Regions from separate parts of the Mus musculus genome. Here regions 1, 2, 3, 4, 5 and 6 are each linked to region 7. Evidence: chromatin contacts called from public HiChIP or PLAC-seq and promoter capture Hi-C data. All regions are on one chromosome and are shown on one strand. Each heading gives the region's core, a stretch centred on a gene start, on an enhancer-like site or on the middle of the called end of the contact. The rest is flanking DNA. Distances are from core to core; before and after follow the strand shown. Region 1 holds the start of S1pr2 (sphingosine-1-phosphate receptor 2). Region 2 holds the start of Dnmt1 (DNA methyltransferase (cytosine-5) 1). Region 3 holds the start of Anln (anillin, actin binding protein). Region 4 holds the start of Angptl6 (angiopoietin-like 6). Region 5 holds the start of Mrpl4 (mitochondrial ribosomal protein L4). Region 6 holds the start of Zfp810 (zinc finger protein 810). Region 7 holds the start of Smarca4 (SWI/SNF related, matrix associated, actin dependent regulator of chromatin, subfamily a, member 4).

The links. Promoter capture Hi-C pulls out the DNA fragments that hold promoters and counts their contacts. HiChIP or PLAC-seq counts read pairs in DNA pulled down with a chosen protein or histone mark. Capture Hi-C pulls out chosen DNA fragments and counts their contacts.
Region 1: a promoter capture Hi-C map of liver shows a contact between it and region 7. The contact joins the promoter of S1pr2 here to the promoter of Smarca4 in region 7. A contact is called at or near these places in 9 of 39 promoter capture datasets (the C10 cell line, cranial neural crest, embryonic stem cells and 5 more) and 1 of 9 other capture datasets (liver).
Region 2: a promoter capture Hi-C map of liver shows a contact between it and region 7, with 5 times the contacts expected there. The contact joins the promoter of Dnmt1 here to the promoter of Smarca4 in region 7. A contact is called at or near these places in 1 of 39 promoter capture datasets (liver) and 1 of 9 other capture datasets (liver).
Region 3: a contact with region 7 is called in an H3K4me3 HiChIP or PLAC-seq map of bone marrow-derived macrophages, with 4 times the contacts expected there. The contact joins the promoter of Anln here to the promoter of Smarca4 in region 7. A contact is called at or near these places in 3 of 115 datasets of contacts at active chromatin or transcription factors (the 230-238 cell line, bone marrow-derived macrophages and embryonic stem cells).
Region 4: a promoter capture Hi-C map of liver shows a contact between it and region 7, with 4 times the contacts expected there. The contact joins the promoter of Angptl6 here to the promoter of Smarca4 in region 7. A contact is called at or near these places in 4 of 39 promoter capture datasets (liver, neutrophils and pre-B cells), 1 of 484 Hi-C or Micro-C datasets (CD8 T cells), 3 of 115 datasets of contacts at active chromatin or transcription factors (bone marrow-derived macrophages, memory CD8 T cells and regulatory T cells) and 1 of 9 other capture datasets (liver).
Region 5: a promoter capture Hi-C map of liver shows a contact between it and region 7, with 2.8 times the contacts expected there. The contact joins the promoter of Mrpl4 here to the promoter of Smarca4 in region 7. A contact is called at or near these places in 1 of 484 Hi-C or Micro-C datasets (CD8 T cells) and 1 of 9 other capture datasets (liver).
Region 6: a contact with region 7 is called in a promoter capture Hi-C map of adipose tissue. The contact joins the promoter of Zfp810 here to the promoter of Smarca4 in region 7. A contact is called at or near these places in 2 of 115 datasets of contacts at active chromatin or transcription factors (microglia and pro-B cells) and 1 of 9 other capture datasets (adipose tissue).

The regions. Positions count from the first base shown.
Region 1 is chr9:20,974,570-20,978,547 of GRCm38.p6, forward strand. S1pr2 (sphingosine-1-phosphate receptor 2) reads right to left here and starts at 2,224. Exons shown (of 2, transcript NM_010333.4): 1 at 2,029-2,224.
Region 2 is chr9:20,951,645-20,955,498 of GRCm38.p6, forward strand. Dnmt1 (DNA methyltransferase (cytosine-5) 1) reads right to left here and starts at 1,335. Exons shown (of 39, transcript NM_001199431.1): 1 at 1,064-1,335. The coding sequence starts at 1,143.
Region 3 is chr9:22,386,730-22,390,516 of GRCm38.p6, forward strand. Anln (anillin, actin binding protein) reads right to left here and starts at 2,477. Exons shown (of 24, transcript NM_028390.3): 1 at 2,241-2,477. The coding sequence starts at 2,258. It also overlaps a transcript of 9530077C05Rik not described here.
Region 4 is chr9:20,878,395-20,882,411 of GRCm38.p6, forward strand. Angptl6 (angiopoietin-like 6) reads right to left here and starts at 1,316. Exons shown (of 6, transcript NM_145154.2): 1 at 1,209-1,316; 2 at 1-209. The coding sequence starts at 200.
Region 5 is chr9:21,001,425-21,004,900 of GRCm38.p6, forward strand. Mrpl4 (mitochondrial ribosomal protein L4) reads left to right here and starts at 1,313. Exons shown (of 9, transcript NM_023167.2): 1 at 1,313-1,573; 2 at 1,660-1,726; 3 at 1,830-1,980. The coding sequence starts at 1,517.
Region 6 is chr9:22,305,442-22,309,291 of GRCm38.p6, forward strand. It overlaps Zfp810 (zinc finger protein 810), which reads right to left and starts at 2,197. Exons shown (of 8, transcript NM_145612.2): 1 at 2,108-2,197; 2 at 71-161.
Region 7 is chr9:21,614,062-21,618,068 of GRCm38.p6, forward strand. It overlaps Smarca4 (SWI/SNF related, matrix associated, actin dependent regulator of chromatin, subfamily a, member 4), which reads left to right and starts at 2,108. Exons shown (of 34, transcript NM_001174078.1): 1 at 2,108-2,339.

The DNA of each region.
Region 1 (3,978 bases), core at 974-3,473, 640 kb before region 7:
ATAACTTGGTGTAGCTTAGGGACACAGCGTCATGTTGAAGCCCTGGGTTGCCAGGACTGCAAAAAATACAGGAGGAAGAGGAGCAAGTGAAAGGGTTTGGAGTGAGGGAAGAGAGACAGACCTGGACTTGACTGCTTTGCTAAAGATTAGTGGAGAGGAAGGCTGAAGGAGTCTGGTGACTCCCCTCTACTCCCTCCCAGTTCCACAGAGCTCCCTCATCCCTCAAAAGCTTTGGTTGCTTGTGGTAGCCCCTTATGCATGTCTGCTGCCCACCAAACTTGCAAGGGAGAACTGCCGGAGAGCTCAGAACTTTTATCCTCACCTCCCATCGCCACAATCTCTATGGCTCCCTAGGGCCCAGGCATACACTAACCTCCCAAGGCCCATTTGAGGTCGAAACCTGCTGTAGTTGCCTCTGGTATATCCTACAGACCCCCTCCCCACCCCCACACAAACACTTTTTCCGGCAGACTATCTTATCTTTGGATTTCATTCGACTGTCACTGTCTAGGCCTTCAGGAACTATCTTCTCTTTTTGTTTTGTTTTTGGGACAGGGTCTTACTGTGTAATCCGGGTTGACCAGAAACTCATTTCGTAGATCAGGTTGGCCTTGAGTTCACAAAGATGCCCCTTAACTCAGTCTCCTGAGCACTGGGATTAAAGAAATAAGGCATTTTACCCAGCACAGCCCACCCCTAATTTCTATCAGAGCATCTGACTTTATCATCGGAAATGATCTTGTTTTCCACAGTATCGTGTGAGGCCAGCTACCAAGTTCACCCTCAGCCTCTCTTGCTTGGTGCAAGCGAGGCAGGCGCATGAATGAATGAAAGAGCCTGAAATTGGGGGGCTCGTTCGCATGCAAAGCATGGGGACATCTCCTGGCAGCACCCCTACCCTACCACTATAGGAAGCTGAAGCCGGGCGCGTCTCCTTGGCGACAGTAAGACCCGCCTGGCTCAGGCAGCACTCTCCAGCTCCTTATCAGGCCGAGGAATGCGTGGTATCCACACTCGCTTGCGCTGGGGCGGCGCCATCTCTCTCTCCTGAGACCCCGACACGCGCGCAGGATGTCCCTATCCTGCACAAAGCAACAGGGGGTGGCCACATTTCTGCACCCCACCAGAGGCCCCCCACATCCAGATTCCTGGGGCACTGGAGAGAGTAACTACAGCTACTTCATTCCCTCCCCCCCCCTCAGTGATGCTCCCATGTTGCCCCGCAGGGGACAGTAGGCTCTGCGGGTGTCGCCTCGGGCATCTAACAACAAGGATAGGGACGGGGGTGGGGAGGTGGAAATCCCCGGGTGAGTCAACCCATGCTCTAGAGGGGGGCGAGGTCCCAACGCCGTGTAGCCCGCGACAACGCGGACTCCACGCCACGCGTGCCTTCCTTCACTCCTACGCCCCATCCCTGAGCTAGGAAAAGGAGACACCTGGACTTTGCAGTTAATGTCCCTTTCCTTCGATACAAAGTGATTCTTCCGAAAGAGAGACTGAAAGAGAGGGGCAACTAACTGGAAACTGAGGCAAAAAACTAGTCTCACAGGCGGTGGGGCGACGGCCTTCGCCGGGGACCCCGCCCATGAACTCTGAAAGCTTTCCCCGCTCGCTCGTCCGTAGCACCTTTCATCCTAGCCGGAGACAGAGAAGAAGGGATGCTGCACCTCTCCCCAACAACCTCACTGCCCCAAACCCTGCTTCCTGAGAACCCCCATCCAGTCTTGCAAAGTCTCCAGCTCAAAGCGCTCGGATTCCGCCTTTCTCTTCAGCGCCAACTTCCTGCCCGAAGGAAGGCGGGGAGCTCAGTCTGGGGGTGCGCCACTGAGTAGGTGGCGAGCTGCCTGGAGTAGTGGGCAGGGGCGCATGGTAGATGATCTGTTCCCTCGGTGCAGCAGAGCCTGGAGCAGCGCGTGCAACGCCTGTACGAGCGCCTGACCCCGGACCGGGCCCCCCAGCTGGGATCTCAGGGTCTCCGTGAACCGCGGCCGCCCAGATCGGAACCTCCCCTCTGCCCCGCGCGCTCACCTGGCTAGGCCGGCCGGGGTCCCTGCCCTGGCCTGAGTGGCCTTGGCGTCTGCGCCCCGGGACAGCCAGTGGTTGGTTTTGGAGACTGTTGGCTGTGCTCGGTCTATGTCCCGGAGTTGGGGACCCAGGACAAGAGAGAGGCGGGCAGAGCCGCTGCCTCCGGCCCCAACTCCCTGCTCGCCCCGCCCTCCTCTCCTCCTCTTTCCGGCGGCGACTTGCAATGAATTCCAGATGTGGCCCGCCAGTTAGCCAGGGCGCGCACGGGGGAAGAGCAGGGCCCCTTTGTCCACACCCCCACACACACACTCCTGCCCTGCTCCTCCCAACCCCCACTCGTGAGAACTGCCGTGGCATGATGTCACGGCCGCGTGACGTCACAGCTCTCTTAACCCAGGTGACCTAGTACTGAAACAACTGTATTCCATTTGGCTTAGCGCCAGGCTAATGCTTGGGACCTGGAAATGGAGGAAATCACACTTACCTACTATGTGAGAACTCAGCAATTCAAGATTAAGCACCTACTATGTGTTTCTACAAGAAATAAATTCCTACACTGTATCATACCCAGCCCCCCAAACAGAAGACTTGGTAAGAACTCCCAGATCCAACTGGGCTTTGTGGCACATATGCCTGTCATTCCAGCATCTGCCACCTGGGAGGTGGGAAGATCAGGAGTTCAGGGTCCTCTTAGCAACCTTAAGCCACTGCCTGCTCAAGACCCTTTCTGAAAAACAACAGGCAGGGATGTGGAGGCAGGTGGTTGAGTGTTTGCCTAGCATGCATCCTCAACACTGCAAAAATATGGAATGGTGGCTTGGGCCTCTAATTCCAAACTTGTGAAGTAGAAGCAGGAGGTTTGTTTTAGAGTTCAAGGCCAATCTGGATCACATGATCCTGTTGGCTCCTTCCCTCCAAACAACTCAGGGTGAAAAAAAAATCCAAAATTAGAGTGAGTGACAGAAGGTCAGCTGTCCAGCTCCACTAGGCAGGGAGGGGAAAGGGCTTGTCTGGAAGCCTGACCTGAGGTCAGTCCCTGGAAGCAAAGTTGGCCTCTGACCTCCACAGGGCACACTGGCATTGCTGCACCTACATTCATTCACTGATACATGTACAATAATAATAAATGCATTTAAAAAAGAATAACAAAACCGGGCGTGGTGGTGCACGCCTTTAATCCCAGCACTCGGGAGGCAGAGGCAGGCGAATTTCTGAGTTCAAGGCCAGCCTGGTCTACAGAGTGAGTTCCAGGAGGCTGTGAGTTGTCAGTGGGTAAGGCCTTGCCTGGGACCCACAAGGTGGAAATTGAGAACCAATTCCTGCAAGTTGTCCTGTGACCTCCAAGGCCTGCTGCTGAGGCACATGCACACACCCACGTACATGTACACACCCACGTGCATGCACGCACATGGGTATAAAGTTAAAATTAATAAATTTTTAAAAGGCGCTAAAGAGGTGCCTCTAATGGTCAAGAGCACTTCCTGCTCTTGCAGAGAACAGAATGTCCCAGCACCCACAGACCTGACAACTTCTGAGTCCAGCCCCAGGGGATCTGACCCTTTCAGCCTCAAGGGCCCGTGTACACACATGCACATACCCACAATTACACATAATTAAAAACAAAAAAAAATAAACACACAAAAGTGTAAATTGCACACCCAAACATAAGCTCCCTAAGAGCGAACAGTGTTTCCCTTGCTGTGTTTAACATTGTGCCTTATGTCGGCATTGAGATGTTTATGGAGGCAGGCGGCTCAGTGTTAGTTACAGTACTTCCTCTCATGCACAGGGCCCTGTGTTCTGTCTCCAACACCCCAAAAATAAATAAGTAAGCGGGTCACTGTTTGCAAGCCTAGCATCCCTGCACTTCAGTGGGTGGAGGCAGGAGGATGGGGAGTCCAAAGCCCTCTTCTGTTCCATAGCAAGTTCTAGGTTTATGACTTGCTAGATAAA
Region 2 (3,854 bases), core at 85-2,584, 660 kb before region 7:
GCTTTCAGGAATGAACGGATTGACGATGCCCTTCTGGAACAGGAAGCGGGATCCAGTGTTCCCGCCAATCCTTGCACACAGCCGTCCTCATGGAGGCGTGGAAGGTACTAGTGGAGGGCCCATTACCCAGGTCTTCCTTGATTGCTTGGGGAGGGGGGGGGGAGAGGGGGGATTCATATGCACTGAAATGGGGGACTTTACCTGCCATCCCTCACTCCTCGAAATAAACACTGGACAATGTAAAAAGCTTCCTCGATGGCGCCAGGACCGAAAGAACTGGTTTACAGGGGCTAAAATAATAGGGCGGGGGCCGAGACATCTCACTACCATTCATCTTTCCTTCCCCCTGATAAACACTTTGAATGGAGTTAAAGGTTTCCTCGATTGCTCTGGGATCTCGGGACAGAGTTATGTCACTGCCAAAGTGGAGGGCCCATTCTGCAGCACCAGCTCTTTCCAGGCAGAGTCTCTTTGATAGCTCCAGGATCGCAGGAGCTCCTTTACGTTAGGATGAAAACAAAACAAAATCCCACGAGGGCTTCAAGCTGCCCAGGCCCGGCCCGGCAGGATGAGAGAGAAAAGGTCCTAGGACTTGACAGCGGGGCTGGGAAGGAGGGCCCTTCTGAACCAGGGCCAGGGGAACCGGCGGAGGGACCCTCGGGTGGGCGCGGCGGGATCTGCAGGGCACCGGAAGTGGAGGCTGGAGCGGAGTGGGGGCTTCAGGGTGTCCACAGGCCGGGAGAGGGGCACTTCCTGCACACCCAGGAGCCTGGCTGACCAAAGAGGGGAACCCCTGAGGGTGTCCCCAAGCTTGTTCTATTTCAGAGGGCTGATCCCCTTGCTCCCTCAAGCTCCCAGTCAATGGGCTTGCCAGCACCCCGGCCCCCACCCATTTTGGCGCCAACAGCTAAGGGCACGCGCGACAGGAAGCACAGCCCGCGCCAAACGCTGCCCCGCGCATGCGCGCCCTGGCTGTCAGCGGCCGCAGGGCCACCCGGAGATACCCCCAATATATGCCTCGGCATCGGTCCCGCCCCTCACCCCCACCCTGCGTGGCACCTACCGCCTGCGGACATGGTCCGGGAGCGAGCCTGCCGGGGAGGCAAGCGCAGGCACTCGGGCTGGAGCTGTTCGCGCTGGCATCTTGCAGGTTGCAGACGACAGAACAGCTCTGAACGAGACCCCGGCTTTTTCGCGCGCGCGGAAACCAATTGGGAGGGGGCGGCGCAAGCGGAAGCAGCATGTACCACACAGGGCAAGAGAGTGGGGGAAGACCATGCTATGCCCGAAGGGAGTGCGCATGCGCGCAACGGAGGCACCCACACCTCCTGGCTATAGTGGGCTCGTCCGTGCTGCGACTGGCGCCACCCACCTCCCCCTTGCCTGAAGAGGTGGCTCGGCACTTGAGAGCAGGTAGTGCTGCTCTTGCAGAGGATGACTCTGGTTTGCTTGCCAGCACCCGCATCCAGCCGCTCCAAGCCCCTGTAATTCCACTTCCAGGGGGTCCTACAGCCTCTTCTGGCCTCTATGGGCATTGCACTCACATGCACAAACACAACTTTAAAAAAAAAAAAATCTTTTGAGTCTGGCAGAGGCTGTGGCATGCATGCATTTGATTCCAGCACTCAGAATGCAAAAGCCAGAGGATCTCTGTGTATTGAGCCTGGTCTAAAAACAAAATCTTCTTGAAAAAGGAAAAAGGTAGGCGGTGGTGGCGCATGCCTGCAGTCCCTTACACTAAGGAGGCAGAGGCAGGCAGATCTCAGTTTGAGGTCAGCCAAGTCTATACAGTGGAGTTCTAGGACAGCCAGAGCCACACAGAGAAAGCCAGTCTCAAAACAAAACAAACAAAAGTGGGCTTGTCTGCGCAGTGGCTAGCTTCCTCCCTGGAGAGCACCCACCCACATCCAGCCACTCGAAGCCCTGTAACTCCACTTCCAGGGGAAGGCCGCTGTGGACACTGCTCTTAAATGCACCAACAATTTTTTAACCCAAGATAGGCTTGACTTTACTATCTATACAATAGATAATATGGTTGATCTTAAAGTTCAGACCTCCTGCCTCTCTCTGGTCTTGAGTGATGGATTTATGGGTATGCCCCACTGTAACTACCATCTTCACTGGAAGATGAAATGTGTGGTTCTGTAGTGTCTAACTATATGTCCATGATCCATATTTCTGGAACTTACATCTTCAGAAGGAGAAACTATAGGCATAACTCTATCCCCCTCCCCTTCTGCTCATCTTTTGTTACCATTTTGGTAAGAAATACATGAACCCTTAAACAAAAGGCCTCCCGTCTAACCCCATCTTCACCCCCTTGTCCTCTAAAACGACCATGAGCACACCATCTGGACTCTTCCTCAGTGGCTTCATCTATCAGAGCTGAAATCACCTCCTTAAAAAGATAATTCAGAAGTGAACTGGACCAATATACCAATGAAGTAGTATAGTGGTAAGGCCAGGAACCACTTCTGCCATCTGGGTTTAATAAAAAAAAAAAAAGCAGATCGCAGAGAAATGATATTTTCTATTTACCTTCCACATGGTATGGAAGGATTTAGAATATACAGTTCAACAGCAGAATATTAACCTCACAGCAGAAGCCTTGGGAGTCATCCCTAGCACCAGATGAATAAAAGAATGACCGAGGACCAGAAAGACAGCTGAGAGAACTGAGCCAGAAGTAGTCTCCCTCTGACCATGTGTGTAAGTTGACATCACATACCCACGCACATGTACACAAATGTGAAATTGTTAAAGAACTTTTCCCAACAAACCTAACTTTAAAAATCCTGAGGCACTGGGGATGGAGAGATGGCTCAGTAGTTAAGAGCACTGACTGCTCTTCCAGAGGTCCTGAGTTCAATTCCCAGCAACCACATGGTGGCTCACAACCATCTGTAATGGGGATTTGATGCCCTCTTCTGGTGTCTCTGAAGACAGCAACAGTGTACTCATATACATAAAATAAAAAAAAAAAAAAAATCCTGAGGCAGGCATGATAAAAGACATCTATTCTAGCACTTAGCATCTAATGCAGGAAGATTGGGAGATTGGAGCCAGCCTCATTACATAGTGAGATTCAGGACCTTGTCTAAAGGAGAGACAGACAGACAGACAGATAGACAGACAGACAGAGACACAGACAGAGAAAGACAGGGAGAAGAAAGGAGAGAAGAGCCCAGCGGTAGTGGTGCACACCTTTAATCCTAGCACTTGGGAGGCAGCGGCAGGCGGATTTCTGAGTTCAAGGCCAGCCTGGTCTACAGAGTGAGTTCCAGGACAGCCAGGGCTACACAGAGAAACCCTGTCTCGAAAAACAAAAACAAACAAAAAAAAGAGTCAGACAAACAGATACAGAGGGAAATAGACCCAAAGAGAGCAAGCAGTACGAGAGAGACAGAGACAGACAGACACAGAGAGACAGACAGACACAGAGAGACAGACAGACACAGAGAGACAGACAGACACAGAGAGACAGACAGACACAGAGACAGAGACAGACTCCAGGGACCAGGAATATATATCTACTTCAGTGCCTCCTCAAGTGCAATGGGCAATTTCGGATTGTAGGTTTGACAAGATGCTCAGCCTATCATAGGCCACAGGGACACCACTGGGAAAAGGAGGAAAGATAGAAGGGCAGAGTAGGGTAACCAGTAATCTCAGAGGGAAGCCTTCAATCAGCCAGAACCTAGCCCTGCCACCCAGAAACCACTTTGGAAAGAAAGGAAGGGCACAGATGGGCAGGTTTCTTGTTCAGTTGCTTCCAGTCAAGGAGCAGGGTCCTGGGAGTGAGGCCCATGCATACTAGGGATGCTAACATTGAACCTGGCCCTCACCAGCCAGAT
Region 3 (3,787 bases), core at 1,227-3,726, 770 kb after region 7:
GGACTTTAAAAAATTATCTCAAGTAATTTTTCTGTGTTGCATGGTTTTGAGTAAGAACCTTGCTGAGAAAGTTATTTTATACTGACATTCAGTCCCTTTTAGCAAACAAACACACACAAAACTGTGTTAGAAACTCATTTCACAGTACAAAAATGTTCTGAATGTTATCACTGAGCACCTAGTCTTGGAACTCACTCTGTGTTCTCATTACCAATTAAGGAAAAGATTTCAAAGCTGTTATTCTAACTGCAACTGACCTAGCTTTTATAATATAAACTACACATTAAGGCATGCACATTTTCAAACACATTCTAAAAGAACCCAAACAAGAAGATTTTTTGGTCTGAGTTTTGAACTACTTTCAAAAGGATATTTTTAAGTTAAAGGACAAATTTCAACCAACTTTCCAAAGAGTTTTGTTCCTGTATATAGCACTATTTTAAGTAATTTTATTCTTTTAGTCACAAAATATCATTTTTAAAGTCAATACTATCTAGAATTGTGGTAACTTTACTGCATGCAAGTTTTAAGAATGCTTTCAATAAAAAATTCAAACTCATAAGTCAATGTGCAAACACACACACATATAAACCTTGTCTTGGAAAATGATTATATATATTAGTTGCATTTGGAATAACAGGCTGGCTTGAACTCAAGAGATCCTCAGGCCTCTGCCCGCTGAGCGCTAGGATCAAAGGTATGCGCCACAAAGCCTGGCTCATATAAATAAAAATTTAAAGATTCAATGTAAGTGACAAATATTTGGTGAATAATTGTCCCTATTCGCTATAGCTGCTACAAAATATGTCGTGGCTGCTTCTATTATTATTAAAATGAATTTTTTTCAAATTCATTTATTTGTCTGTATAGGGATACCATACACAAGTATGTCTGGGTACCACATATGTATCTGGGGTCCCTGGAGGCCAGAAGAAGACATTAGCTTCCCCGAGACTGGAGTTACAGGCTTTTATGAGACTCAAATGGGTGCTGGGAATTGAACCTAGGTTCTCTGGAAGAGAAGCCAGTGCTCTTGGCAGCTGAGCCATCTCTCCAGTCCTCTATTAGAAATTCTAACGTTATCAAAATGTTGTTTTCCTCAAGATAACTGAGAACTTCAAACGGAGCACAGGGTGTGTGGGGCAGCATAACTGTCAAGTTGAAATCTTTAATTGTTGAAATCCTTAACTAGTATCTTGGGCTTAGCTTATGGAATTGTTAACTACACTACCCAAAATAAATTATTACTATCCTCTACGACATTTTTCAATGTAGTACAGAAACACTGTATGCCCACTTTACAAAACTCACAAGTCTTGAAATTTAAAGAACAGCTTGAAGCAAAAGAAAAAGAGGAACTGTCCTGCAATAAAAGAATGGGCCAACAGCAACACGCAATCCTGAATGTCGGTGTACAGCTGCAACGTGAAGCTAAAACTAGGCATAAATAATAAGATTAACAACGGAATCTAGACCTTATTTCCAAGGAAGAGATGAGGAAAGCATTGTTGAAATGATACGCTACATAAACACTGAGGTGTACCAACCCTACAGCATACACTTATAATTTTGTTTTGTACACGCTGAGGTAACTATAAGCCCTGTTTCCTTTCAACCAGTATCAACCCTGTGCATGAGACTTTCTTTCTAAAGTTAGTAGAGCCGTGACTTATGAAGGACGCCAGGCTAAAGCACCTGCTCATTTAGACTTCGGTGGTTTCATCACAGGATTCTTAAGCGCTCAAGCTCCTCTGGGCCTGTGAAGTCCTTTATCACTTCCATCAGATTCCAAGCACACAGTACGAGTCACTGGGCCGACTCCACCCTGCCAACTATTCCAGCTTTAGGGCAGGGCTTGTCCCACTAGGCCCCTGAGCGGCACTCTCCCGGGTCACAGCAAGACGGATGAAGGATGGAGGGAAGCGTGCTTTAAGTCCCGGGAGCCGGGGGGGCAGGCTCAAGCCAGAGCGCCCAGGCGCTCACACCCCGAGCCAGCACTTGGGGGAGTGGAGGAAGGCTAAACGACTACAGAGCTCGGGGTTTGCATGGGGTTTTTGAGGCCCTGCCTTCCCCAGAGCCAGGGACGGAGCAGCGAAGCCGGGGCGGCTGCGACCCCGCGGCTTCCGTCCGGCTGCACGCTCGCTGTGCGCACGCGCCACGCTGGCCGCAGGCTGACAGCGCGGGCGGGGGTCCCGGAGTCGGCAGGGGTCATGGTTCACAGCGCCCGCAGAGTCTCTCACCTCGGTAAACGGGTCCATCGCCCCAGGCCTCACCAGTGGACGGCTAGACGGTGGGTCCGACGGTTCAAACTCAGGAAGAGGAAAGAAGTGAGTGCAGGCTCGGCGCAGCTCCTGGAGGAGGACTGCAGTCGAGGCGGCGGGCGCTCTCACACCCAGTCGGCTCTGCCCTCCGCACCCACGGAGTCGGTAGGCTACCACGGCCGTTCAAAATTTGAATTTCAGCGCCCCGGACGACACGCATGCGCGCGGGGTGGGCGGGGCCGGGCGGGCCGCTTGCCCCCGCCCCTGAGCTAGGTCACGTGATGCGGCCAAGTTGGGACTGGTCCGGAGCTGCGAGCACTGCTCTCTCTCCTCCGCTTGGGTGGAGACGGTTCTGCCGTTGAACTGCCTAGGGAGAGGGCCCTGCCATCCCGCACGCACCCACGCACGCCGTAGCGGGTCCCTTCCTGACTCTGTCAGCTCCCGCCGCCCTGCCTTCTTCCTCCGTGGGCCTTACGAACCCGGTCCGGCCCTCTGGCCTTTGGGCCTGATCCTGCCACCAGAAGTGGGACTAGACAGCCAGCTTGACCTCCTGAGAGACCACTCTGGCGGGTCCCCACACTCTCAGCCAGTGACTAGTTCTTTGTTTGGTGGGGAAAAGAGATGACAGTAACAGACCCTTCGGTTTTAAATCCCAGTCAACTACCCAAAGCCAGCAGTGAGAACACTTTGAGAGAAGGGACAATCGGAAAGTCCATATTTAATAAAAGTTCCCGTTTAACAGGCAGAAAGCAGGACAAACTATTGCACGAGTAACTTTTAATCTGACTTTCCTTTTCCTCTTCCTGGGAGGGTCTTTTGGAGACCCTCACAGTGTCTTACCATTTGACATTCTGCTAGGCTTTCCAAGAATGTGTCTAAAAAGATGGGTTGCCAAACCTCTGGTAGTAGAACTGTTTGCCTTTATACGTCAAAAGGTCGACAAAGCACCAAAATCTCTGTGCCTAGGTTGGTGCTGTGAGAGCTAAAGTCCTTACGAGATTGTGTAAAACAGATGTATGGTAGCAAGGTTTATGGTTGAGTCTCTGTGTCCTAAATGAGTCCATAACAGGATCAACTGTGCTTATTGAACAGAAAAACTGAAAGTGTTGAAGGGTCAAGTCCAGAATCAAAGCTAAATAAAAATAGGAAGCTTGGGGCCAGCGACAGAGCACATGCTAGCTATGAGGGCGCTTGCTACCAAGTCTTGGGACCTGAATTCTAGACCCAGAACCAGTTCCAGCAAATTGTCCTCTGACCTGCACACACACACACAGGAAATAAATTAATGATGTTTTTCTAAGTAATAAAGAATTTAAAAATGTATAGATTGTAATAAACTGAATTTGGGGCATGGAATAAGAACTTCTTTAAGAGCAACTTCTAAGAATTCAGATCCTTGGGACCACAGTATAACAAGAATAATAAATTTCCTTGGTGCCTTGGAGCTGTGAAATGATAGAAAATGGAAGGAGCTTTGTTTAAGTGTGTGGTGTGTGGGGTTGTTAGAATTTGCTACCTATAAACCA
Region 4 (4,017 bases), core at 66-2,565, 740 kb before region 7:
AGCTCCTCGTGGCGACCCAGGCGCATGCGCAGCGTGGCCAGTTCGCTGTCTTGGGTGGCTTCTGAGCTCCTGCAGACGGCGCTAGTTGCCTTCTGCGGGGACAAAACTAGGGTGACGCGGCAACGCGCGGCACCTCCGAGCGCCCTCCAAGCGCCCAGCAGAAGCAGCAGTTGCAGCTTGCGTAGCCTGGCGGTCCCCATGGCCGTCACCTGCAGTGAAGAGGAAAGAGACTACTGTTTTAGCCTAGACGGGTCCCAAAGCTCCAAGGTAGCCAAGGAGAGCTAAAGTATTGATCCCTGGGCGTCACTTCCTACGGTTGTACTCCACAACAGAGCTGGGCTGCAGCTCGCAGCGCAGATTGTCCGTTTACCACAGTTCATACAACAACCAGAATCATTTTACACCCCAAATCCCTCTCCATCCTCGGTTCCGGACACTTGGACCTGGTCACCTCTCCCCTCAGAACCTTCGGTGGCCCCCACTTAAAGAGAAAACTTCCATTTTGCGTGGGGGGCGGGGCGTGCAGGGGATGGAACATCCATCACTCATGCTGGGCCCCTCTTTTCTAATTTGAGACATGGTGTCACTAGTAGCCCAGTCTGTTACCGAACTAGGTTAGGATGCTACTGCCTGGGCCTCTTCATCCCTAGATGGCTTGTGTGTGCCACCATACCAGGTTAATATTCGTGACTCCCCACTCCTGCCCTGCAGAATTCACACCCAGGGCCCTATGCCACCACTCCCAGGCACTCGGGCACACACTTGGACCTGCTCAGAAGAAACCACAAGTGCAAAGGTCCTGGAATTGGATCTCATTTCAGATGTGCTGAAAAGAAGACATAGCAAAGAGGCCTGTGGGGTGGCATAGAAGGGAAGTGAGAGAGCCGTGGAAACTTCTGAGCTAGAGGCAAGGTACATCAACTACAGTGGCTGCTCATCAGGCGTCAGCTCCCAAGCACTGGGCAGTCTTGGGCACATGTGGCCGCCTTCGTTGGCAAGCTTGGAGTAAATGAGAGACCTGGGAGCCTCCCTGTGCCCCCCCACACACAACGTATACACACACACACACACATACACATACATACATACGCACATACATATACATGCACATACATAGACAACATACATACACACCCGTACACACACAATCAAGACCAGATGCACTCTACAAACAGCATCTACCTACATCCACTCCTACCCACTCTCACCTCTCACAGCCCAGACGCTGGCTCCAGTGAGGTTTGCGGCAATTCCACAAAATCTGAGGAAGGCCTGAAGGACCAGGACGAAGGACCGGGAGTCCTTCTGGGTGAGTATCTGGGTGCAGGAGACTGAAAAGACAGAAGCCGAGAGAAGACTTGGAAACCACCCATCCCCCAGAGCATGGATGGAGCCTGGGAGCACAGCAAGTGTAAATATTTAGTATTTCCAGTGTGAGAACCCTGGGCAGAATAGCCAGATCCCCTTGCCCAGGCCTCCGGAGCATGATAACAGAGGCCACTGCCCTACGAGTCTCTTCCTTTCTCTCAGGCTCACAGAGCATGGGAGGCCCTAGGCCCTGGTAGACTTGTGGGCTCCAGACTCAGACAACCATGACAATGATGATGTATCAGTGAGTACCCTGATGCCTGGCGCTGGGGACACCCTTAAAGGGGTAAAACTTTCTCATTTAACCCCAGCAGCCAGTAGAGGTGTGAGCCCCTGCCTAGAATCCCCCAGTGAGGGGCTGGGGGTGTAGCTCAGTAGTAGGACACTTACAAAGTCCTTGGTACCCAATATTGCCAGAAGAAACAAAACCTTAGGATGTGGTAGCACAGACTTAATCACAGTACCTGGGAGGCAGCAGCAGTTGGAGCTCTGTGAGTTCCAAGCCAGCCAGTGAGCCCCTGTCTTAAAAGGGAGTGGGAGTGGGTGTTAGATCGGAACTGATGAAGGCAACATGGAAATAAAAGCCAGCATCAGCTCAACAGAGCAGGCAGTCCTTTACTAGAGAAATGGAGATTGTACGAGGGGCAGGGGGCTTGGAATGTTAGAGGACACAAAAGGGAACATTGCGGAGGAAGATTTTATCTGAGGGTTGTTTTATGTTGACTTATTAGTCGTTAGTCTTCTCCTGGCTCCTGCCTGCAGATGCTCTCATTACTATGTTGGCTTTCTTGTCAGACAAGATGTTTCTGTCCATATGCTACCCAGCAAGTTTTGGAGCTGTCCGAGGCTCTTTGCTTTAGATCCTTGTCTTAGTCATGGTTCTTCTGCTGTGAAGAGACACCATGACCAACTTATACAAGAAAGCATTTAATTGGGGGCCTGGTTACAGTTTCAGAGGGTGAGTCTATAACCATTATGACAGGGAGCATGGCAGCAGACAGACAGATAGACAAACATGATCCTGGAGCAGTAGCTGAGAGCTTGCATGCTACACATAAGCAGGAAGCAGAGGAGTGACCTTTTTGTTTGGCTTCAGACCCTGGGACAGGGGACAGTGTGTGTGTGTGCACACACACACGCGAGCATGCACATGTTTTGCATACCAAAGCAGACCTGGCTTCTTTTTTTTTCTTTCTTTCTTTTTTGTTTCTTTGGTTTTTCAAGACAGGGTTTCTCTGTGTAGCCCTGGCTGTCCTGGAACTCACTTTGTAGACCAGGCTGGCCTCAAACTCAGAAATCCGCCTGCCTCTGCCTCCTGAGTGCTGGTATTAGAGGCGTGCGCCACCACTGCCCAGCTCAGACCTGGCTTCTAAGTTCTCCCAGCATCCCTCAGTCCCAACCTGGCACACCCTGCCCCCAATCCTGCAACCAGAATCTTCTGCGGCAAAGCTTTTATTGCTTACTTATCAGGAGGGAAGACCCCGAACCGGGGAAATGGCGCTGCTTGTATAGCCCACAGCGTGACGTTTCAGCACCTGATGTGGTGTGACAGCTCCTGATTCGTTGCTCGCCCATCACCCCATTACTACACTGCGAGATGGGCAGTGATAGGCGTGAGTTCACTCTTGCACTTGCGCATAAGGCTTGTTAACTAGTTAGGCGCAGTGGAAGCCAGTGCCATTTTATAATGGCGATTGCTCATGGCACGGCTCTCCACATCTCCCCCTTTTTATTTTATTAAAATTTGAGGCTGGTCTAGGCCTCTGCAGTCATGTCCATCTATTGTGGCTCCTGTCTTAGGTCATTCCTCCAGGAATGACAGGTTACCCTATGACAGGTCAGTCCTTTCCTGTCATAGGGTAACCCTATCGCCACGGGGTCCCGTGTCTTAGGTTGGTCTGTGCATGAGGAAAGTTGCCCGTCTCTGAATACCGCAGTACTGTGTGACAGTAACTGCTAAATGACCTAGGGCGAACTCTATAAAAGAGGCCAGCCAAAAAACGAATTAGTAAACCTCAGCGAGGTGTAAGTGCTGATCAATGAGCGTTGAGTCTCTCACATCCCAGTGCAATGTATCCACAAATCCGTGGGACGCAATAGCAGAGAACTCAGATGCCATTTAGGTCTTAAGCATGGACAGCCAAATTTCAGGGGAGGCCCCTTGTTCAATGGCTGCAAGTGCTTGAGCGATAACGACCTTGTCACGGTTTTGTTGGGTTCTGAGCTTGCAAACTAACCAGAGCATAAACACAAGTCCACAGCAGATGGCAGCAGCAAACAAAACCACCCCACCCATTCCTTAAAATAAGAAAAAGCAGATGAAATCCAGGAGGAGAGACCCTCTGTCAATGACAGGTCCACTCGTATCGAGTTGATCCTGAGAACAGCCGCTCTCAGGGCCTCAAGGGTCTCATCGAATCTTTCAGACCAATTTCCTGCAAGATACAAAGAAATCTACCTAGACAGATTAGCAAACATGTAAATATTGATTTTTCCCAAAGGAGGAAATATGCGTGACATCCATTTGCCAGCTCAAAGAACGGGAGCTAATAGTGGAGCAGGACTGATAGCCTAGCCCTTGTAAAGAGTGTGATGACTGAGTTACGGGCCAGGTTTTTGGCCACCAGTGAGAAGAAATAATACTTTTGT
Region 5 (3,476 bases), core at 63-2,562, 610 kb before region 7:
ATAAACCAGCATGGTGGCACATACATATAATCTCAGGACTCTTGAGGTGGGGGGCAGAAGAATCAGAAATTCAGCCGGGCATGGTGGCGCATGCCTTTAATCCCAGCACTCGGGAGGCAGAGGCAGGCGGATTTCTGAGTTCGAAGCCAGCCTGGTCTACAGAGTGAGTTCCAGGACAGCCAGGGCTACACAGAGAAACCCTGTCTCAAAAAAAAAAAAAAAAAAAAAGAATCAGAAATTCAAGGTTACTCTTGACTACACAGAGTTCAAGGCCAGCCAAATCAGACCCCTTCACACACCAAAGAGAGGGGGAGGGAAGATCAGATAAAATTAGATTCACCTGGTCATGTAAGCATAGCGGTGCAGACAACCAGCAATCCAGACCTCCGGAAGCCAGACAGGGAGACTCTGAACTCAAGGTCATCCTTGGCTACACAGAGAAGCCTTGTTTACAAAAGAATAGGATGGCGTTTGAGATGGCTCAGCTGGTTAGGTGGCTTGCCACCAAACTGGATGGCCTGAGTTCTATCCACAGAGTGAAAGGAAATCGCAACTCCCTTGAGTTGTCTTCTTACTTCCACACTCAAACACAAAAATAAATTAAGAAAACTAAAATAGGAGCTGGAGAGATAGCTCTGTGGTTAAGAGCACTGTCTGCTCTTCCCGAGTTCGATTCCCAGCAACCACATGGTGGCTCATAGCCACCTATAATGGGATCTGATGCTCTCTTCAGGCATGCAAACAGAGCACTTATATGTATAAAATAAATAAAATATTTCTTAAAAGTAAAAAATTAAAATACATATATATTGAAAAAGCGAAAAATAGCCACATGACATGGACATGGCACACACCTTTAAAATTTTTTTCTTAATTTCCAGACAGGGTCTCACTCTGAAGTCACTATGTACTATATAGACCAGGCTGGCCTCGAATTGCAGTGTTGCTTCTGAGTGCTAGAATTAAAATCATGCAACACCACGGCCCAGCCCAGCACACATCTTTAGTCTCAGTACTCAGGAATCAGAATCATGTGGATCTCTCTGAGTTCGAGGTCGCCCTGCGCTGCATAGGGTGAGTCAGGAGTGAGACCCTTACTCTAAAAGACAAAAGTCAATTCATATCAATAATGGTAAAGGGAGAGAAAGACACAGGAAAAAAATGTAGGCAAAATACGCAGTGTAGCAGGAGGCTCATCCACGTTCAATAAAAAAGATAAACGCTTATTAGCCAGGTACCGCCCAGGTATGGGCGGACCCTCCATCAATACTTGAGGTTCATTGGTTAAAAGAGAACCGCGTCTCTGGGGTTTGCTTCCCGGCACCCGGCTCTGGCTCTCCGGTGTCGGGGCTTCCGGCTGTCAAGTGGAGCTGATCCACAGCCTCAGGCTTCGGGACCTGGCGCTGATGGCGGCGGAATCGCCTTCGTGACGTACCCGGCGCACATACGACGTCATCAGCCACCGCCGCGAGCGTCCGTACCGCAGCGACCTCGGCGCTGCGAGAGGTCCTCCGAGATGCTGCGGTTGTTCCAGGCCGCTTCCCGGGCCTCGCTTCGACTCTCTGGCTCCCGGGTAGGGCACTGAGCTGAGGTCAAGGCCGGAGGTCAAAGGTTGAGAACCTCCGAGAGCACCTCTAACTCCCGCCTGTCATTTTCCAGGTCATCCACTCTCTAGCGGAAGGCGCGGAGCGGCCGGCCGAGATTTCAGAGCCGCGAGATAGCGCTGGTGAGACGACCGGGACCTTGACACACAGAGTGGGGGGAGATAGCACAGAAGGTACTGAGCTTTGATCCTGACCCTTGACCGCTCATTTGTCACCCCCCGCCAGGTCTCCTAGATCCTGTTTTGCGCAAGTGTGAGCTCCGGATCCCAGTGCACCGGCGTCCGGTGCAAGCCTGGGTCGAGTCTCTCCGAGGCTTTGAGCAGGAGCGCATCGGCCTGGCGGAGCTGCACCCCGACGTGTTTGCAACGGCGCCTCGGTGAGTGCAGGGTGCAATGGGAGGAACTTGCCGTGGTTTCTCCACTTGACAAAAGGGGTGATCAGTTTCGCTGCTACAGGGCTGGAAGGCGAATGACTCAACCCTGCTGTCACCCTGACCTATTACATCCTGCCTTGCTCTCTTGTGCTTGGGTCTCCGTTTTGTCAGACCTCAAGAAGTTAGGTGACAGCCGGGTGGTGGTGGCTCATGCCTTTAATCCCAGCACTTGGGAGATAGAGGCAGGCAGATTTCTGAGTTCGAGGCCAGCCTGGTCTACAAAGTGAGTTCCAGGACAGCCAGGGCTACACAGAGAAACCCTGTCTCAAAAAACAAAAACAAAAACAACAACAACAACAACAACAAAAGAAGTTGTGTGACGACTAGGTAGATTAATCCACAACAGAGAAAATTCTCTAGAAGTGTTTTTTATTAGGGCTGGAGGTGTGCACTGTTAGAGGGCTTGCCTGCATGCACCTTGTCCTGGGTTCCCTTCTATAGCATACACATGTCCTGGTAACCCACACCTCTAACCCCACCAGCACTGTAGAGGTGGAAATAAGAGAATCAAGAAATTAATGGTCAAGGTTGCATAGTGAGTTCCAGACCAGTCTGGGCTACATGACACCATAAGTAAAAATAAAAATACTGGGCTGGTGAGATGGCTCAGTGGGTAAGAGCACCCGACTGCTCTTCCGAAGGTCCGAAGTTCAAATCCCAGCAACCACATGGTGGCTCACAACCACCCGTAATGAGATCTGATGCCCTCTTCTGGAGTGTCTGAAGACAGCTACAGTGTACTTACATATAATAAATAAATAAATCTTTAAAAAAAATAAAATAAAATAAAAATAAAAATACTAAGTACTGGAGAGATGGCTCACTAACTGCTTTCCAGAGGTCCTGAGTTCAATTCCCAGCAACCACATGGTGGTGGCTCACAACTATCTGTAATGGAATCTGATGCCCTGTTCTGGTGTGTCTGAAGACAGCTACAGTGTGCTCATATGCATAAGATGAATAAATAATCATTTAAAAAAGTAAGTAAATTCTATTAACATGATTTAAAAAAAATGACATCTAAGAAGGCCAGATTTTTCAGCATTTGTCTGTAATAGCAGCATAGGAGAGGCTGAGACAGGATGTAAGCATCTGTGTGGCTACTTAGAACCAGTTGTAACTACAGTTCTGTAGGAACCGATGCCCTGTCCTGGCTTTGTGGGTGCCAGGCAAAGATACATACTTATATATACAGGTGGGACACACATGCTCATAACCAGGAAACTCATTTTGTTTGTTTGTTTTGTTTTGTTTTGTTTTTCAAGACAGGGTTTCACTATGTAGCCCTGGCTGTCTTGGAGCTCATGTAGACCAAGATGGTCTTGAGCACACAGGGATCCTCCTGTCTGCTTCCTAAGTGCTGGGGTTAAAGGTGGGCATAATATCATGCCAGGCTGCAACTTACTTTTTACCATCTCCATGATGAGCTTGGGTTTTTT
Region 6 (3,850 bases), core at 947-3,446, 690 kb after region 7:
CTAGACTAGCCCAAGTATGCAGGCTATAGATTTCCCTCCCCTGGATGTGGGAGCCAGACCACAAACTCACCATTTCCAGCTTCCAGGGAATAGAGTTCCTCCCTTGGGCCTTCTGGAAGTAGTATGTCATGAGGATTTCCCAGGAAAACTCGAGTCTACATCTGCAAAACAATCAAGGTTACCTGATTTTTTTTTTTTTTTTTTTTTTTTTTTTTTTTTTTTTTTTTTTTTTTGAGACAGGGTTTCTCTGTGCAGTCCTGGCTGTCCTGGAACTCACTCTGTAGACCAGGCTGGCCTCGAACTCAGAAATCCGCCTGCCTCTGCCTCCCAAGTGCTGGGATTAAAGGCGTGCGCCACCACGCCCGGCTGGTTACCTGATTTTTAATGGAGGTGTTGTAATACAGAAGTAAGACTGCATTGGCAACTTTACAGCTTTATTCTAGTTGAGCTTCAGCTGACAAGACTTCGTCAGACTCCAGAGGAAGGGGTCCTGCAGAGGGGGGGGGGGGGCTTCCTTTCTCTTCCCATTTGCCTTAAGGTTTCTCCTTTCTATCCGGTCTGTCTTTGCCTTCACTCTTCACATCTCCTCAAACCTGAGTCCTCCCTCAGAGCTGATCTTCAGGATCAGATCTCTTTTCAGTTGTCCCATCCTCAAATCCCTTTCCATCAACTCTTTCTCAGATTGAGGCATCCTCTCCCTCAGACCCTTACTTCCTCCCTCAGGCCCTGGCCTCCTCCCTCAGGCTCTGGCCTCCTCCCTCAGATTGTCACCTCCTCTCTCAGGTCCTGGTTTCCACCCTCAGGCCCTCACCTCCTCCCTCAGGCCCTTATTTCCTCCATCACACCCTGCCTTCCTCCATCACACCCTTTCTCAGGCCTACATCCCTCCTACAGACTCCTCAGTTCTTCATTCATCCTCTGAGACTATAGGGGTATTGGCAAACACTGTCTCTCCCATCCCTTTGGGAGTCTCCTTGAGTCTAGTAGACACCAACTTCTGAGTTCTATGACTACCCTGGCTGACCAGTGACAGGCACTGAGGAAGTCATTCATACTTAGAACCATTCCCTGGCCTCAACTTACCATTCAGTAAAGTGTCCAGAGAGCCTCTATCCCATCTCTACTTAGGGTTGAGAGTCGCAGCAAGGAGAGCTATTGGCTCTAGGCTTCATAGAACAGCCAACAGAGAAATGCAAACAGAGGTGGGGAAAGAAAGACGGCCAGGGAAGCAGAGTGCTGGTTCATGTGCTCAGGGAGATCCATCCCTCCCCTCCGCCTGCCAGGCGGCTTTCTGCTTCAAGAGATGCTTGTTGTCACCTCTGCAGAGGTGAGGGGTTTACCTTTCTCTACTTTCTCGGTCCCTAGGTCTTCAATTCTTTTTTTGCCTCTGGGAAGAAACCTGGACACCTAGATTCTCAGCCCAAGGCATTGACATTCCTGTTCTGTGGGGGCTGGGCTGGCGACAGAGCCACTTCCCTAGTATGCATTTCCTAGGCTCCATCACAGAGAACGTAAGGTATTCAGAGAATAGGTAGGTACTCAGATTCCAACCCATGCCCTAGAGAACGGGACCCAAGAAAATACATGCCCTGAGGGGAAAAGGTGAGAAATCAAGGGACTAGCGTCTAAAATCAGTACAGTTAAAAACTAAATACTAAAATCAGTACAGTTAAGAACACCCTTCAGTGCGATCCTGAAATTCAGAAACAAGCCACAGAGCAAGGGGCATACAGGGCTGAAGGTGATGGGGCTGGGTCGTGCAGAGTCGCGGGGCCAGGAAAATCCTGGGGCAACCCTTCACTGGGGCCAGGTAACCTGGGGGGTCGGTTGCTGGCACTGTCCAGCTGACACAAGTCCTTTCAGAACAGCTGGTTGCAAGAATGTGCCGCAAGCCCCAAACCCCGCGGGGGACTTCGGTCCAAGGACCGTGACCTGCGCTCCAGTATCCCAGCCAGGGAGAGCACAGCGGCGGGACTCGAGTCCCCACGCGAGGACCAGGGACGCGACAGGACACTCGGGGGGCCCAGCCCCCACCCCACAGCTGGGGTGCGGAGGGCTCGGGCTTCGGACTCTGCAGCCGCCGGCTCCGCGGGGACGCCGCGCTCACCATGGCGGAGTCGAGACACCCCGCGTCCTCGCTGCGCGGCGCAGACCCGTGCCGGTACCGACAGAGTCCCCCGAACCTGGGACACCGGCTCCAGATCCCAAGATGGTGGTATGCTGTCACGTCAGAGACAAAGGCCGGACCGCCAAAGCCCGCCCCCTTCCCTTTGTCTATGCGCCCGATTGCGCGTTTCTCACCCCGGCGCCTTCGATTGGACAGGGTTTCAGTTCTCATCCGGCTCAGACCTGACTGACAGAAGCTGGCACCAATCCATGAGTGCATAAAGCAAGCCAACTTTATTCCCACCGTTTAAAAATGACAACTTCTCGCTCCGCAGGTATCCTGAGGTATGGCATCCTGTGCAAGAGCCCACCGCCACCTGAACGCTTGCATTTAGCCTTGTACAAAGGGCGGAGATATCGTCCTAGGGTCTGGATCGAGTTCAATCTCCTTTGCCAATTAAAGAAGTGAGACAGGACCAGCACCGCAGGTAGCAACAGGAAAATAATCTGGCCCGACAGTGGTGGCGCACGCCTTTAATCCCAGCACTTGGGAGGCAGAGGCAGGTGGATTTCTGAGTTCGAGGCCAGCCTGGTCTACAGAGTGAGTTCCAGGACAGCCAGGGCTACACAGAGAAACCCTGTCTCAAAAAACCAAACCAAACCAACAAACAAAAAATAAAAAATAGGGCTGGTGAGATGGCTCAGTGGGTAAGAGCACCCGACTGCTCTTCCGAAGGTCCAGAGTTCAAATCCCAGCAACCACATGGTGGCTCACAACCATCCGTAACGAGATCTGACTCCCTCTTCTGGAGTGTCTGAAGACAGCTACAGTGTACTTACATATAATAAATAAATCTTTTAAAAAAAAAAAAATAAATAAATAAATAAATAAATAAAAACCTCAGACACAGTAGGTAGCAGCAACAGGTATCAAATTTTAATAAAAGTTAAAAAGCACCGCCGGGTGGTGGCGGCGCATGTCTTTAATCCTATCACTCAGGAGGCAGAGGCAGGCAGATTTCTCAGTTCGAGGCCAGCTTGGCCTATAGAGTGTTCCAAGAACCAGGGATACACAGAGAGATCCTGTCTCTAAAAAACAAACAAACAAAGCACACAAACATAGCCAGGCACATCCAGACCGAAGCAGAAAAAGGACAACACTTTTTCCCCTTGGGTTTTGAAATATTTTGGAGGCTAACCATGAGTCCCCCTTTCCCTAGTTTAGGATTGGTCAGTTACAAAGAAGAGTATCTGATAGGCCCATAGCTATAGGTAAACAAATCCCTGTCTGGCCTTGAGCATCCAGAAATGGGTCATTGCAGCCAGAGTAGAGGTGGGGGGAGTGGGGGATGGGGTGAGGAAAAAGCCAGAAATTTGCCATTTTTGTTCTTTAAGGTCCCCTTTTCTGTCTGTCTGCCTGTCAGAGATGTGTCTAGTTCCTGATCCCTTGGTTATATCATCTTATGAGTTATTTTTAGGTATATCTTACACAAATGGGAAGTATTCGACCAGCTTTATAAATTCCATGCACATTCTTTCCAACTTTGCTCTTTTGAGGCGAAAGGCTGTGCTTTGAAATGGGCAGCAATCCCCTAAAACCCCAGTGTCTGATACAAATAAAGTGGGGGACAAATTATAAAATGTCTTAAAGTGAGGTTCTCCTCCTTCCCCTGATGGCCTGTCCCCAGCTTTCATATTAGATATGTCCTCAGAAATCTAAATAAAAATGTTGTAATATTCACAT
Region 7 (4,007 bases), core at 858-3,357:
ATCCCAGCACTTGGGAGGCAGAGGCAGGTGGCTTTCCGAGTTGAGGCCAGCTTGGTCTACAGAGTGAGTTCCAGGACAGCCAGGACTGCACAGGGAAACCCTGTCTCAAAAAAGAAAAAAAAAAAAGAAAACAATTTAAAAATATATTAAAAAAATTAAAAATCTAGTATGGCTGGTACTGGTAGCACATGCCTTTAATTATGGCACTCTGGAGACAGAGAGAGGGGAGAGAGAGAGAGAGAGAGAGAGAGAGAGAGAGAGAGAGAGAGAGAGAGAGAGAATATTCTAGTATTCCTAGTACTCAGGCGAAGCTCCTGAGTTGGAAGCAGTTCTGGCCCCCGAGAAGTGTTGGGAACGGAATGGAGGTCCTCTGCAAGGGCAAGTGCTCTTAACTGCTGAGCCACCTATCCAGTCACCAAAATTTATTTTTTTGAGAAAATTTATTTTTTTGAGAAAATCTCATTATGTAACCTTGGCAGGCCTGGAACTCACTATGTGGATAAAGTTGGCCACAAACAAAGATCAGCTTGGTGAGATTAAGGACAAATGCCACTAAACTCCGGCTGAAAATAAACCTGAAAACCAGAACTGAGCTGTGTGTGTTGGGGGTGGGGTGGGGTGGGGGGTGGTGGTGGGGAAGCAGAGGCAGGTAGATGTCAGTTCGAGGTCACCCTGGTCTCAGGATCCAGTTCCAGGTCAGCCAGAGCTACACAAAGAAACTCTGTCCTCGAAAAACAAAAACAAAACAAAACAACCAAGCGAAAATACCATGATAGTTTGCCAGTCTTGGTATCTTGGGTCTGTAACCCTAGCGTTTAAGAGGCAGTAGCAGGCCAGTGATTTAATGGCCTGAAACATTCTTTTTTGTTCTTTGTGGCAGAAAACACCCTTTTGTTTGTTTACTTAGAGAAGGTCTCACTTTGTATCCATGGCTGCCCTGGAACCTCACTATGTAAAAGACCAAGCTGGATTGGTACATGCATGCAGCACTCAGGAAGGAAGATGTCTGAGTTCGAGGCCAGCTTAGTCTAGAGCAAGTGCCAGGACAGCCACGGCTACACAAAGAAAACCCGTCTTAAAAAACTAAAGACAGCCGGGCGTGGTGGCGCACGCCTTTAATCCCAGCACTCGGGAGGCAGAGGCAGGCGGATTTCTTGAGTTCGAGGCCAGTCTGGTCTACAGAGTGAGTTCCAGGACAGCCAGGGCTACACAGAGAAACCCTGTCTCGAAAAACCAAAAAAATAAAAACAAACAAACAAACAAACAAACAAACCATAAAGACACACAACAAAAACAAGTAACACCTTGGTAACAAACTCAAGAGATCCACCTGCCTCTGCCTCCCGAACACTACCAAATATTTTAAAAACTCAACCAGAGGCATGAATCTACAGATTTGGACAGAGTTCTATGCTCCAAGGCTAATGGCTTTCTTGGAAATCAGAAGTTAAATTGTGAATATGGCTGTTTCTACCTCACACTCTGTATTTTACTTATTCATTCGGTTGCCTCCCCACAGACTGTAATAGAGGGCAGCAAGTAGCCGATAGCAGCTCAATAAATATTTGTAAAGCTAATTACTGGGCCTCAGCAGGTTCTGCAGGAAATGTGGCCAGGGCAGAGTCTTGCAGAGCAGGCAGGGCAGCGCCAGAACCAGGATCAAAGCGTTTCCCGGGCCTGCACTTAGCACCGCGTGGGCTCTGCCGGTCCTGGGATAGCTTGGCCATCTCTCCGCTTCTCTTTCCTCCCTGGGTGCTCCAACTGCTCCGAGCCTGAGGACTTTAATTTCATCCTTACTATCTCCCATCTGGACCACCCACCCCCTCCCCCAACCTTTAAGCGTCGCCGCAGTGCTACCCCCACTGCGCATGCCTCCCGGCTTGAGGCCCAGTTTCGTGCCTGGGAGGTAGATGTGCGCTTGCGCAGAGCCGCCCCGAGCCCCCCACAGGGGCGGTGCACCAGGATCTTGTGCAGCCTCTGGGCCCGCCCACCTCCTCGCGCCCTCAAAGGACTAGTACGCGTGCGCACAGCGAATGGCTGAGCATGCGCGCAGAGAGCGGAAGGGTGGGCTGGCGCGCGCACGAGGCCGGCCGGGCAGCGGAAGCAGGGCAAGTGGAGCGGGTAGACAGGGAGGCGGGGGCGCGCGGCGGGCGCGTGCGGTGGGGGGGGGTGGCCTGGCGAAGCCCAGCGGGCGCGCGCGCGAGGCTTTCCCACTCGCTTGGCAGCGGCGGAGACGGCTTCTTTGTTTCCTGAGGAGAAGCGAGACGCCCACTCTGTCCCCGACCCCTCGTGGAGGGTTGGGGGCGGCGCCAGGAAGGTTACGGCGCCGTTACCTCCAGGTAAGGAATGGAGGCTCCCGGGCGGAACCAGGCTCCCGGGGCTTGGGCAAGACGGTTTGAATGAAGCGGAGGCGCCGGGAGGGGGAGGGGGCAGCTGGGCGACCAAAGCGGGGTCGCGGTACGGCGGCGCCTGAGGGTCAAGAAGCCCTGCGCGCGCGTCTCAGGCCGCAGTGCAGCGAGACCGCGGCGGCTTCCTGACTGTGGCCGGCGAGGCGGGTGGCTCTGGGCCGCGTGAAGGCCGCGCGCGCGTTCTCGTAGGGTCTTGGACAAAGCTTCTTCCCTTTGGCGTTTCAGAGATCCAGATCCCCCACTTTAATTTCTGTGGACCCCAACTTTGAACAGTGGCTAGGTGTCGTGGGCTTTTCTGGCCTCGTTTGTAACGGGTGGGATCCCAATGCCCTGTGGTCGGGCGTCGGGAGCAACATTTTTACCTCAGTTATTGATGCCCAGTGTAGCTTGGACACAGTCATGAGCCCTCTTCGGTCTCCAGACCTTACTTTCTTCATGTTTATTATTTTTTTTTTTGATAAATTTCATTATTGCAGATTTTGAAGGAAAAATAAAGAATTTCTTCCATGGCTTCAAAATGTTTGCCTAAAAAGTGAAAGATGCCTGGGGACGTTTGCTCTCGGCGGCATTGTTTTTCTTTTGAGTCCCTTGGCCCTTCCCAGTTTTTAAGATAGGGTTTTTTATTTTAAAACACCGAAGGCAAGTGTTTTGTGCGGGTCCGAAGACATCTACTTGATCCCTTTTACCTCCAGTGACTCCTCAGGAACTAGAAACAAGTTTTTGTTTGAACTGACAGACAGCCTTTGAGTTTGATGCCCAGCGCCGGCTGCTGTCAGCTTGCTGTGTGGCCTTAGGCGAAATCGCTAATCTCGCCAAACCTCTTGGTTTCCTCCTTTGTACAAGGGAATTACTTTCGCTGTTAGGATTGGGAAGAACTAGGCAAATCGTTCCTACATCATCATTATTCTGATTTTGAAGACAGACTCTTATAACCTAGGCTGACATCCAGCTCCTCATGTAGACCAGGCTGGCTTCATCCTCACTTTGCTGCCTCCACCTCCCAAGTGCTGGGATGATGTTCAGCCAGGCTTCCTGCCCTGTTCTTTGTTCTTGACTGGTCCAGCAGATAGTTGAATCTTTTACTTTGTGTTACATGTCTGGTAGGGGAATGGGCAGTAAATATGGGGACGTTTCTCCTTGGCCTGCATGTGTATTAATTCATTAAGAAGTTTTGGGTTTGTTTTGATTCTCCTGGCCCCCTTCTGTTCTCACTGTATAGTCCTGGCTGTCCTAGAACTCTGTTACCGGCTGCCCTCAAATTCACACAGATTGGCCGCCTCTGCCCTCTGAGTACTGGGATTAAACTCTTGCATTAGCAAAGCCCTTAAGGCCACTTATGTTTTATTTTTATTTATTTATTATTTTTTATTTTTTAAGATTTATTTATTATTATATCTAAGTACACTGTAGCTGTCTTCAGACTCTCATTTCGGATAATTGTGAGCCACCATGTGGTTGCTGGGATTTGAACTCAGGACCTTCTAAAAGGCAGTCAGTGCTCTTAACCACTGAGCCATCTCTCCTGCCCTTGTTTTTTTTTTTTTTTAATTAATTCAGTTTTGTTTGTTTTTTGTTTTTCCAGACAGGGTTTCTCTGTAT